3 separate regions of the Mus musculus genome follow, and all the other regions are linked to region 2. A link is a contact called in public HiChIP or PLAC-seq and promoter capture Hi-C data. All regions are on one chromosome and are shown on one strand. Each heading gives the region's core, a stretch centred on a gene start, on an enhancer-like site or on the middle of the called end of the contact. The rest is flanking DNA. Distances are from core to core; before and after follow the strand shown. Region 1 holds the start of Mmp8 (matrix metallopeptidase 8). Region 2 holds the start of Birc3 (baculoviral IAP repeat-containing 3). Region 3 overlaps Gm31751 (a long non-coding RNA gene).

Region 1 (4,044 bases), core at 1,218-3,717, 310 kb before region 2:
TATAGGTGGAACAACAATATGAATTAATCAGTATCCCCCCCACCCCCCCAGAGCTTGTGTCTCTAGTTGCATATGTAGCAGAAGATGGCCTAGTTGGCCATCAATGGGAGGAGAGGCCCTTGGTCTTGCAAAAATTATATGCCCCAGTAGAGGGGAACACCAGGGCCAAGAAGTGGGAGTGGGTGGGTAGGGGAGCAGGGTGGGGGGAGGGTATAGGGGACTTTCGGGATAACATTTGAAATGTAAATGAATAAAATATCTGATAAAAATTTAAAACAAAACAAAACAGAAAAAATACTATGTAAAGGAGGAAAGTAAAAAAAAAAAAAAAAAAACGAAAACGAAATAAAAATACATTTTTCCTTCATCTCCCATCAAATAATACTAGTATCAGTGCCAGCTCCCAGCCACTTTCTCTCTATAAGTCACCACCTCTGGCATCATGCCTTAGCTTTTCCCTTCAATCTACAATCATGCTTCCTTAATTCAACGATTTAAAAAACTGAAGCTCCTCTTCCTTGGCTCTTACCCAATTGATGCCTTATTGCATGTCTTCATGGTTTCTCTCAGTTCTGCAATCTGTAGATTTAGTCCAAATAATTGTGATCCCCCGAGTTGTTCTTTAGGTATTTGCTGCTCTTCCTAGTTTTGCAATTTATTTGTTACATCTGGGTCATAACATTTCTGTAAATAAGTACTGTGTATACATGGTTTCCCAGCTAAAGTAATTTGCAAATGCTACAGTTCCAGAGTCATAATCGACCACAATAGTACTGGTTTCAGGAAGAGCTGAAGCTCTTTGAATTCCATGTATAGCTTTGTTGATTTCTGTATTCTGTACTTGAGAGAGAGAGAGAGAGAGAGAGAGAGAGAGAGAGAGAGAGAGAGAGAGAGAGAGAGAGAATGAAAGTTCTCCTGGGAGCCAGGTGGAGATACTCAGATAATGAACATTTACCTCAGGCCCTACTCTAGAATTCTGCCATGTCTGGAGAAGTAGGAAAAACAGTAAAGTCCAGAATGGACTAGAAGACTGTAGAAGAAACGTACGGCCAGGTGCTTCCTTTTTAGCTCAGACCTCCATACCCAGCCTCTGCTTCTCCTTTGCTATGTTCATCACAAATTGAAAATATTCCTAACCTCTTATGTTCTAAACACTTTTGTAAAATACATTTTTTAAAAAATTCATTTTTAAAGTTCATTTTAGGGGCTGAGAATAAAACATAGTCTGTGAACTACTTCTTTCAAGAATGAAGAACAGGAGTTAGATCGTGAAGACAGGCAGGCAGGAAGAGAGCCAGTGCCCTGTGTCACCACATCATCTGGAAGCCTTCACTCACCCTCCTAGCACTCTGGGGATGTCTGAGACATCTATCTCCTTCTCTCCCTTGTCCTTTTGTCCCTGGATGTAGGCCAAAGTTTTCCACTTGCTGTGAGCCCACAGTTACTGATGGTCCAGCCTGGATTCAAATAGCAGGTTGATGAACTAGAGCCTGGTATAGGATGGGCTCTGTTTCTCTCACCATACTCATGGGCTTGAGTCCTATGCAAAGTGAGCATGTGCCTTTCCTAGTCTTCCAGCCTCTGCCTCTCCTGCAAAATTATAGCAATAGTGTGTTGCTCTGAAAGCTGTATGAGAATAGGGCATTTAGTTGTCATTAACATGTTTGAAACATTGTAAGTACAACAGATGTTAGTTTTCGTCTTAACTATCACTATCTTTGTCCTTTCTCTGGAAAAACCCACCTTATAGTGAATGTTTTAGTACATCTATAGCAGTCATGCCACACAGAAGCTGCTGTTTACGTATGTATATGGACGTGTGCATTTATTTAAAAGTGAATGTTCATGTTTTGTGTGTGCTGTAAGTGGGATTTGTTTGTTTGTTTTGTGACAGGGTCTCTAACTAGCCTGGAACTTACCAAGTAGACTAGGTTGACTGGCCAATAAGCTGCAAACACCCCCTGCCTGGCACAGACCAGGACCGAGATTATACTCATGTACCACTAAGTTCAGTTTTTTACCTGCATGCTGAGAATCAAATTCAGGCCCTCATGCTTGTGTGACAAGTACTTTCCTAACAAAGCCATCATCTCTAGATGCTGCTTTTGGTCCCCACACAAAGCCTGCTTTGGCACACGCTATCAGGCAGCAGTGGTGGCTTAGAAACAGAAGTCTTACAGGTGTGCCACCGCTTCCCAAGATGATCGCTGAACATTCTTAAAATATTGCCCCGATTAACTAGCACAACTTCCTCATTACACACAGACAGAAACTGGAAGACTGTAGCCCCCGTGCCAGCCACCTCACCCTGACAGTTTACAAAAGTAGCGATCCATCCTCTTGCTTTGTTGAATGACTCCCCCACTTCTAGGTTCCAAATCACATTCTAACATTGAAGAACTGTCAGAGTGCGGTTAGCTATGTTGCCTCATACTGCTTAGGCAGAAGTTGCTCAAGATGTAGCTTTATAAGGGACCAGACAAGAGCAGTGATTGGCAGGGGATGCTGTGAGCTTGAGGGCACTTGCCAGAGGGGCAGAGGAAGGCAGGAGAGGTTGTCTTGGAAGATAAGATTATGTTTCGCCTGAAGACACTTCCATTACTGATCTTCCTCCACACACAGCTTGCCAATGCCTTCCCAGTACCTGAACACCTGGAAGAGAAAAATATAAAAACTGCTGAGGTAAATGGGCTGTCTATCACAGTTGATTTGCCGGTGGTTACAGAATTCTGAGGGTGGCTTTCCCTTCTTAGTCTAGAAGGACAGAAAGAGATTCTTCGCATGGGTTTGCCAAGGCTCAGCATCACTTTCTGAGACTTGAAAGACTCCACGTGGTCAAGGCCTGGCCCTGGAAAATGTAGACATGAAGACAGCTGGGTGTTTTCAAGCCCAAGGAACACTACTGTCAGGCCAGCTGCAGCTGGAGCCTTTTCAGAGAGAATATTTTATTTATAAAATGAACTGAGTTGCCTACCTAATTTTTTCTCTTCCAGTATACCTGTAACCCAGTTGTTCCACGCTCTATAGGCCAGTGCTAGAGTGATAGAATACTTGCTGGTATCCCAACACTAAAAAAATGGTGGGGGCTGTGGGGAGGTCAAATTATGACCTGCCCACCGCTTCCTGTATGGATAGTTTTCTGCAGCCAAAAATACTTTCATATAGAGACGATAGATGGAAATGGGGGGTTATAATTAATTAAAATTAACACATTGTTAATCAGATTTTCCAGGACTGTTTATTAAACTTTGGAAGTTTAGCATCTCTCTTGTTTTATAGTATAAAAAAAGGCCACTTTTTTATGCAAGAGAATGTAATCACCAATTTCTTGTTCATAGTTTTCTTAGTATTGAAATTTCCGGAAAGCATAATTCTTGCTCTTTTCTCGCAATCATTTTTGTGCCTGGCACAGAAGCCCCTAAGTTCGTACTGAGGGTGGGCTGGGTTCACTTTGCAGGTGCCACTCCTCTAAGTATCACAATGACTGTGATGTTGGAGACAAAGAACAGTGCTGGGATTTGCCCACACCTGCCACATCTCAAAGTGCAAGCTCTGCTCTCTGTCACCTCCAAATAACCAGGTAGTCACATACGAAGCACAGTATATATACATAGGCTACACATGGCAAGGTAAAGAGACCTTACCATTGACTGGCATGTCAACACTTGTGAATGAGAGTGGCTTACAAGATCTTATCTTGGTAAATGAAATGCTGCTGTTGCCCCAAACATCTTTTAAATGACCAGTTCTCATTTGAAAGCCATTGCAGTAAGCCAGGACCTGTACTGTCACCTTCCCTTTGGTTCTTGAACCCTCCATTTCTCTGTGAGGGTGATTAAACCCTCTCTCCATTTAGTGAAAGAATTTTTAAGCAGAAAAGTCCTCATTTTTATAACTAACACTTCAACAGATATAAAAACAATAGTTAAAAGCCAGTACTGATTAAAACAAAAGCCATGCTGCGGACTGTATAGTAGCGGACTATATAGTAGAGGACTGTATAGTAGCGGGCTGTATAGTAGTGGACTGTATAGTAGCAGTTGG
Region 2 (4,233 bases), core at 744-3,243:
GAAGTCTCTACTCCAGCCACTCCTGAGTCTGGCAAGCCGGCAGAACATTTGTTTATGAACCACATTTCCACACAGACAGCCAGTCCGTGTGCCAGCACCTTTCCCTCTCCATACTCATAAAATAAAATTTGCTTCCTCTTAGGCCTGTTCTGATCCCTGCCCTAGTCCACATCAGTGTGTAGGAGCCCTCTTTCTTTCCAGTGGTTCCTTATAGATGAGCTTGGCACCCCAGTTTCTTCTCTGCTTACACTACCATGTCCAGTAGACCCAGAGACTATTGTGTGCCCCCACCCTCTGGAGCAATTAGCTGTGCCATCTTCCTCCCTCCACCTTGGACCATATCTCCTACAGAATAGGAAATAAGCTTTAACCTCTGTAGTAGCTGCAGCTACAGTGCCTAGCTGCTGTTGTGTGAGACACACAGCCCAGACTGACCTTGGACACCTGATCCTTCAGCCTCCACCTCCCAAGTGCTAAGATTACAGACCTGCACTACTAACCCCAGCAAACACTGGCATGGAAGAATTTCTTAGCACAGCTGGCTGTGCCCAGCATGTTCATGGCACTTTCATTTGTTAATTTCCCCCTATTACTGCTAACTTGACCTCGTGGCAATTTACTCCCATGCTCTGGAGTCTCACATCACAGGATTTCAAGAGAGTCAGTCCCTTTTCCACCAACAGTGTAATGTTGGGCAAGAAAACCACCAAGTGGCCAGACACGCCCCTAATCCCATTACCCTGGAGGCAGAGGTGGGTAGACGTCAGTGTTTCCTTGAGTTCAAAGCCAGCCTGTTTACTTATCCAGTTCCAGCCCAACCAGTGCTCCATAGTGAGACTAAGAAAAGCCACTCGTGCCTCAGTTTCCTAGGTGCGAAAAGGGGATAGTAATGGCACCTGCTTTTTACAACGGATGATCAGAACCTGGCTTGGGGCAGACAGAAACGACTCCAGAGATTTACCGGCTAGATTAAGAGCACTGCTGAGAAATTGAGTACAGTGACTCAGGCCTATAATCCCAGCACTGAAGGGGTTAAGGCAGGAGGATTTTTCCGAAGTTCAAAGCCCCAGTCAGCTATAGTGTGAAATGGTCTCTGACACACCCATCACTCCTTTAATCCAAGCACTTGGAAGGCAGAGGTAGGCAGATTTCTAAGTTCGAGGCCAGCCTGGTCTACAGAATGAGTTCCAGGACAGCCAGAGCTACACAGAGAAACCCTGTCTCGAAACACCCCCCCCCCCCCAAAAAAAAAGAAAGAGCTGTAGTGTTTTCCTGAGCTGGCCACCAAGAAAACAACCATGAGCTTTCCACAAGCTCATCCTTAGACGCCAGAGTTCTCACTGTGTCAAGTCTCCCAGATGCCTCCCGCAGCAGCCTAATTAAAATGCAACTTCTCGGCACCTACGCCTCACTCAGAAAGTCAGAGACCGGAAAAGACTCAGAAAGTCGAGCTCCCGCAAGCGGGGAGGGGGTGGGGGGAGGGGGGGCAGCCAGGGTCAGCGTGGCCAACCTGTAGGTCGCCCTCCCGCAGGACCACCGATGCATAGAAACGGGTTTTGCAGGTTCTCCTTCGGATCTAGTCACCCCGGTGATCCTCGAGCCACTACGGGGACCCTGGCTGGATCCCCACGCGCGCGCGTACTCACCGCAGCCCACTTCCTAGGCTCTGAACGCCAGCAATGACCTCTGATCTCCGGGGGTGGCACCCTCGCCTGGCCTGTGGGGTGTGGCTGGGTGGCGCGATACCTTTAAATCGTCCCCAGCTAGGCCTTAGCCACTGCCCCCACCCTGCCCGGCTCAGGGCTGCTCAGACCTGCGGTGCTTTCCTCCAGGGCTCCGGGGAACTCCAGGGTGAAAACCAGACGCACTTCCTCCTCACCCTTGGTGGCCACCCTGGCTGGGGATTTCCGTGGCTCTTCTGTGCGTGACTTCCTGGACCCAGCTCCTCTTCGTGTCATTTACTGAAAGTTTTTACTTGAAGGCTCTTGGCTCTTACAAAACATTGAAAACAGATGTGCAGCCTGTGAGTTCCGCCTTAAGAGGCCTATCCCCACCCCACCCTCACCGCGCTTCCCTCCTGCAGCCTCCAAGTCCTTCACTGTAAAAAAAGAGCCACAACTGTCCGGAATATAACTGCTAAGTTAAAAAAGTAAGACGTTAGGAGGAAAAAAACCCGAGTAACTCTGTAAAAGTCTCTGGTTTCACTTTTTGTTTTTATCAAGAAAGAGAGCTGAAAGGAACATTTGTTAAAAACAAACAAACAAACAAAACAAAACACGTATGGATCTCAATTTCAGGTTATTTTTATTATTTCAAAGATCAGAACTACAGCTGCGGGTAGCAGCAAATGCCTTTAATCCCAGCACTCAGAAGGCCGAGGCAGGAGGATCTCTGTGAGTTCCAGGCCAGCCTGGGCTACATAGTAAGACTTTGTTTTTTAAAAATGCTAGAACCACACTGATTCTTGTATTTGAAAGGTGTGATTGTGGGCCGGAGACGTGGCTAAGCAATTAAAAGTACTTGCTGCTCTGGTAGAGGACCAAGGTTCTGCTCCCAGCATTCACAAGATGGCTCACAGACATCTGTAACTCCAGTTCCAGGAGATCCATTGCGGCCTTCTGGCCTCTTCAGGCACTGCACCTGTATTCGCACAGGCGTGAGGCAAAACACCTGTACACATATTTAATATATAAATACGTTTTAAAAAATATTTTGAAAGGGTTAGAGAGATGGCTCAGCAGTTAAGAGCACTGACTGCTCTTCCAAAGGCCTGAGTTCAAATCCCAGCAACCACATGGCTTACAACCCTCTGTAATAAAATCTGACTCCCTCTGCTGGTGTGTCTGAAGATAGCTACAGTGCACTTACATATAATAATAAATCTTTAAAAATATGTTTTTTTAAAAGTCTGGGGTTTTTGTTTTGTTTTGTTTTTTTTGTCCTGATCTGTTTTAGTGGTTTTTTTTTTCTTGTATTTTTGTTTAGTTTTTCCTTGTCAAATTTTGTTTTATAAACAGGATGAATAAATCTAGAAAAACAAAATTCCTTCTTTTAGCTTTTTCTCTTTCAAGGGAAGGTGCTTAGCTATATCAATGTTCTTGTAAAAACTTGACTCTTGCCAGGCAGTGGTGATGCATGCCTTTAATCCCAGCACTCAGGAGGCAGAGGTAGATGGATATTTGTGAGTTCTAGGCTAGCCTGATCTACAGAGTGAGTTCCAGGACAGCCAGGCTACACAGAGAAACTTTGTCTGCTTTCCTCCATCTTCAGCCAATTAGCATCAGACTTAAGGAGACATAATCTAGCGGTGAGAAACCTGCCCTGGTCAATCTAGAGATAAAATGCCTTATTGTGGGCTCAGCTGAGAGGGACCACAGTTCCAACAGGAGCTCTAGTAGAAGAACTTCGTTTGTGATCATATAGAGATTTCCACCTACTTTCAAGCCTCTATCTGAGAGCAGAATCACACCTGTGAGAGCAACAGACTCCCTTGCAACATTTGCACAATTTTACTGTGGGCCTTTATTATTAGTAGCATTAGCATTAGCATTAGCATTAGTATTATTAAGCAAGTTGTAGAGCCAAGCCAGTGATGTGGAACTTGAGAAGCTGGAGCAGTGGACAGCCTCCAACTGAGCCTGGAACAGAGTTAGACTATGCCTGAAAATAGATAGTACTTAAGATCCATTACTTTCAGCCAGGCAGTGGTGGTGCACGCCTGTAACCCCAGCACTTGGGAGGCAGAGACAGGTGGATCTCTGAGTTCGAGGCCAGCCTGGTCTACAGAGTGAGTTCCAGGACAGCCAGGACTGCACAGAGAAACCCTGTCTCGAAAAACAAAACAAACAAAAAAACAAAACAAAACAAAAGATCCATTACTTTCTGGATAAACTCTAATGTATATGAGCAGGGACAGTATATCTCTTGTTAGATGCTTTATTCTAGCATCAACAGGGTACCTGTACATAATAGCTGCTGAGCATCTTGATATCTTGATTAATAAATTGAGCTAACCAATCTTCTGGGTTTTCTCCATTCTCGACCTGCATTTAAACCTTCAGTAGTAGCTCACTAAATAGCCATCTAAAAATATTATTAATTTATTTTCAAGTTATGTGTATTGTGTGTTGTGTGTGTGTGTGTGTGTGTGTGTGCAGGAGTGCAATGCTCACAGAGGCCAGAAAGGTCAGCAGATGCCCTAGAACTGCAGTTATGAAGGGGGGTGTGACTGCT
Region 3 (4,193 bases), core at 240-2,739, 280 kb before region 2:
AGGGGAACATACCGACACCAAGGAAACCCATAGATCATAAGGACATGCTTTGAAAATCAGTACACAACCAAATAGGAAAACTAAAATAAATGGATAAATTTCTTGATCTATTCCACCTACCAAATTTAAACCAAGATAAGATAAGCAATTTAAACAGACAAATAATCCTTAGTATAATAGAAGCAATAATTAAATGTCTACAAACCAAAACAAAAAACAAAAACAAAAACAAAACAAACAAACAAACAAAAAACAGATAGATTCAGCCCAGAATTCTACCAAAAAAGAGAAGAATGTAAAACTGATACTTCTTAGATGATTCTGCAAACTAGAAACAGGAAAACATTACCTAATTCTTTTTAAGGGGCCACAATTACTCTGATCCCGAAACCAAAATAAACTCAATAGCATATATTTGGAGGATTTTTTTTTCTGTCATATTGCTTTTTGGGGCTTGCTTTTCTTTTAACTTTTCAGGTCTTTTGCTTAATATTGTGGTTTCCAATTTTTAATTTTTGTAGGATTTTTGTTAGTTCAAAGATATGTGTTTCTGACTCTATGTGTTTCTTGTGCTTTTTTTCAAGCTTATTTTATTAGCATGTTTGCTTGTTTGTTTAGTCCTATTCTGGTTTGTTTGTTTTTATTTTATCTTATTTTATTATTTTTAGATACCTGAATTTTTTCTAATATGAGTGAGAGAGAGGATTTGGAAGTGCAAAAGTCGGGGAAGAGGGTCTGGAGGAGTTTGGTGAAGGGAAACCATAATAAGAATATACTGTGTGAAAAACTATATTCTCAGAGAATGAATTTTAAGTATAAATAAAAAATAGACTTGGGGCTGGAGAAGCTAAGTGCCTAGGAGCATCTGCCGCTCTGCCAGCTCTCCCATTGGCTGAGGAGCTACCTTCCTTGAATTCCCCAGCTCTGCGTCTCTACCTAGATTTGGGGTCTGGGGGATCAAACTCACAGCAAGTACTTTACTAACTGCTCTCCCCAGGCATGTAGTTATTGCTTTAAAAGCAAGATATGGTGCTTAGAGGACCTATTTTTCTCACTTAAAGCCAAAGATGATGTTAGAATCCAAATCTTGTGTCATCTATTTTCATCTACAGTCTTCTGGAACATGAAGGCTCTCCCAGCCTGTACTGCACTCACCACCTTCCTAGGAATAACAAGAGCCCTCCACTCACCAAGCTACTTTCTACCAAAAAAAAAAAAAAAAAAAAAAAAAAAAAAAAAAAAAAAAAGTGATTTCCTGCTCACTTGCAGCAAAACCTAGCAGGCTCCATTGCAATGAGTTTCCTGGCTTTTTTGCAATGTGTTTCACGGTGTTCTAATTTCATTATTGTTGTGGTTTCTTTTCTCAATGTGTGTAAAGAAAGAGAAGCACACTGCATTTCCCATTAAGCAATTCTGTAACACTACAAAGGACAAGCAGTGATAACTCAGATGATGCTGACTCTGACACCAAGGTCCCCTCATGAAGACATTCCTGCAGAAGGCAATCAACAAAGAGGTTCCGGAGAACCCATGAGCTAGCTGCGGAACTCAGCTCTCCTGCCATGACAAACCATTGTTCCCTTACAGTCAATACAGCTATGCTTGCCCACATTCACAGAGCCTCACAAGACTAAACCCATAGTTAGCTTTCCTTGTAGAAGTAGATGGGGAGGGTCTCTACAACCCAGCCCTAGCTGCACATGACATGGAGTATACAAAACATGGAAAGCTAAGTAGACAGGATCAGGCTCCACTAATACCATTCAAGAGATCTTCTTCACCCATGCTCTGGTAGAATTTCTCAATGATGGGCTTGGGGTCATCCATATGCCTATAAGTAATTCCTCACCCAGGTCCCTATAAGTCTTACTAACTGGTTCATCATGCTGGACATGAATGGAGTTGTTTCTTTACTCCACCAGCTCTCAGCCTGTGAGCGACAGCTGATTTGGGCCCAGCATATCAAATATCTGAATTATGATTCATAACAATGGCAAAATTACAGTTATAAAGTAGCAACAAACTAATTTTATAGTTAGCAGTCACCACATGAGGAACTATATTAAAGGGTCTCCACATTAGGAAGGTTGAGAGCTACTGCTTTAGTCTAACTTTGACTCTGTCTAGGGTGGACAAACATTTCTTCACATCTCAGAAAAAGTAATACAACACTATGGAAGCTTCACGCTCCACTCACGGTAAAGTTGACTGAGAGCAGTGTGCTGCGGGATTTTGAGTAGACCTGAACTATAGGAATATTCAAGTAGATTGTATTTCACTAATTTTTGGCATGTCTGTAATATTGTGTAGTTTTTAACCTTTCAAGAAAAGGAAGAAAACAGACGTGTTCTCCATCCACTCAGTGACAGAGGAGAAAACTAAGCTGCATGTTCACCAATGGCAAGGACGGGGCTCATATTTGCATGCGTTGACTGGGGGGTCATCTTCTTTTGACTACGATTCCTTTCTATACAACAATCTCTGTCTTCAGTTTGTACTTTTGTTGCTGTTGCAGGTTGTTTTAGCCTCCTTTGCATGTGCACGAGCACACACACACAACTTAATGTATGGGATGTGTCTTTGGCTTCTATATAGTCAGTACAGTGTCTGTCCAAGTTAGCTCTGTTGTCAACATGACAAGGTTTAGAGTCATCTGAGCAGAAAGCCTCCATTGAGAATTGGCTTGCAGGCATGTCTGTGAGACACTGCCTTGATTCTTAATTGATGTGGGAGGACCCAGTCCACTGTGGATGGCACCATCCTTAAGAAGGCCATGTATAAGAAAGCTAGCTGAGCTTGTGACTGAGTGAGCTAGAGAGGTAGCCTGCAAGCAGTGTTCCTCCATTGTTTTGCTTCAATCTCCTGCTTTTCTCTGATTCCCTCCATGGTGGACCATGACCTGGAAGTGTAAGCCAAATAAACCCTCCCTCCCCAAGTTGCTTCTGATCAGAGTGTTTATCCCAGCAAGAGAGAGTCCACAACACTGACCAAGACCAAGGAGGCCAGAGGAGTGTATGTAATGAGATGATCACATGTTGGAGCGAAACAAGGAAATAAATCATAGCCTCGCTTGTGCCTTCTGTGCTCCCTGTGTTGGTGCCGATATGCACAAGCCTCTAAGGATTATGAAACCGAAAGCTTGGAGTTGGCACCAGACAGCAGAGCCTGGCTGTGCAGGCTCGGGATGTTTCCTGTGGAAGCTGAAGTCCAGTGCTGCCATCTAGTGATCATGAGCAGAACCAAGACTCTCCCGCCCTGACCTGCAGCTGGTCCATGCCCCACAAGCAGAACCTAGCCTGTGTGCCAACGCCTGTAAGCTGAGGCAAACACAGCTAAACCTGTTGACCCTAGGCTGTGCAGGGGTTGACCTAAGGTGGCCTGGTTCTCTTCTCAATCCACAGTTCAGCTGCTGGTGGCTTTCACCTCACAAAGGTGAACAGGGTGCATCTTTCTCTCCACATTTAAGTGTTTTAAAGCTGAGATTATGAATCACTGATGCAACGAGAATCAACAGAAAGAAATGATCAATTGTTGTACAATTAGGTCAAAATCTTGGGAGGGCAGGGCCTGATAGGTGTGTCTAGCAAGTTCCCAAGCCCCGTGTGCTCCCCGACTCTTTTTCAATAGCCCTCACTTCTGCTCCATTCTGAAATGACTGTTAGTGTAGTGCGTGCATGCGTGTGTGTGTGTGTGTGTGTGTGTGTGTGTGAGAGAGAGAGAGAGAGAGAGAGAGAGAGAGAGAGAGAGAGAGAGAGAGAGTCCAAATTACCTAGAGAGCTTGTTTTAAACAGGCACAGCTATCCCATGGCTAAATTTTCTGATTTAGTCAGTCTTGAATGAATTCCAGAATTTGCATCTCTAATAGGTTTCCAAGTAGAATTATTTGAATCCTGAATTTCCTCTAAAGTTCTCATGCAGTTAAGACTTTCTCCAAAGCTAGATACATCTGTAAGCCCAATACAAAGCTTCTCTCTCCATATGTATGTATGTATGTATGTATGTATGTATGTATGTGTATATATAGAGAAATTATATAATAAATAATTATATTTATTATTTATCTCTCTACATATATATGTATAGGCATATATACTTATGTATATATACATATATATGTGCATATTCTTAAGAGATAGCTTCTAGCAGAAGCAACTTAACATCATTGGGAACATGCCCTTGAAGAGGATATTAGG

The links. Promoter capture Hi-C pulls out the DNA fragments that hold promoters and counts their contacts. HiChIP or PLAC-seq counts read pairs in DNA pulled down with a chosen protein or histone mark.
Region 1: an H3K27ac HiChIP or PLAC-seq map of bone marrow-derived dendritic cells shows a contact between it and region 2, with 3 times the contacts expected there. The contact joins the promoter of Mmp8 here to the promoter of Birc3 in region 2. A contact is called at or near these places in 11 of 39 promoter capture datasets (the 3T3-L1 cell line, 3T3-L1-derived adipocytes, the C10 cell line and 6 more), 3 of 484 Hi-C or Micro-C datasets (the G1E-ER4 cell line, embryonic stem cells and erythroblasts), 4 of 115 datasets of contacts at active chromatin or transcription factors (bone marrow-derived dendritic cells, bone marrow-derived macrophages and memory CD8 T cells) and 1 of 9 other capture datasets (macrophages).
Region 3: a promoter capture Hi-C map of pre-B cells shows a contact between it and region 2, with 4 times the contacts expected there. The contact joins the enhancer-like site here to the promoter of Birc3 in region 2. A contact is called at or near these places in 11 of 39 promoter capture datasets (the C10 cell line, cranial neural crest, embryonic stem cells and 7 more), 1 of 15 datasets of contacts at CTCF or cohesin (embryonic stem cells), 6 of 484 Hi-C or Micro-C datasets (the C2C12 cell line, embryonic stem cells, extraembryonic endoderm stem cells and 1 more), 13 of 115 datasets of contacts at active chromatin or transcription factors (the 230-238 cell line, CD4 single positive thymocytes, bone marrow-derived dendritic cells and 6 more) and 2 of 9 other capture datasets (adipose tissue and embryonic stem cells).

What each region holds. Positions count from the first base shown.
Region 1 is chr9:7,555,962-7,560,005 of GRCm38.p6, forward strand. Mmp8 (matrix metallopeptidase 8) reads left to right here and starts at 2,468. Exons shown (of 10, transcript NM_008611.4): 1 at 2,468-2,682. The coding sequence starts at 2,575. It overlaps Gm31751 (a long non-coding RNA gene), which reads right to left. Exons shown (of 4, transcript XR_379096.3): 4 at 1,211-2,652.
Region 2 is chr9:7,871,177-7,875,409 of GRCm38.p6, forward strand. Birc3 (baculoviral IAP repeat-containing 3) reads right to left here and starts at 1,994. Exons shown (of 9, transcript NM_007464.3): 1 at 1,647-1,994.
Region 3 is chr9:7,592,237-7,596,429 of GRCm38.p6, forward strand. All of the region lies in intron 2 of Gm31751 (a long non-coding RNA gene), which reads right to left. Among named protein-coding and RNA genes, the nearest start is that of Mmp27, 23 kb to the left of the region's middle. Within about 2 kb of position 1,490, at least 16 of the 459 cell types and tissues checked have an H3K27ac peak or open chromatin away from gene starts, as enhancers often do. A contact at or near this core is called in pre-B cells and pro-B cells, where this site is marked.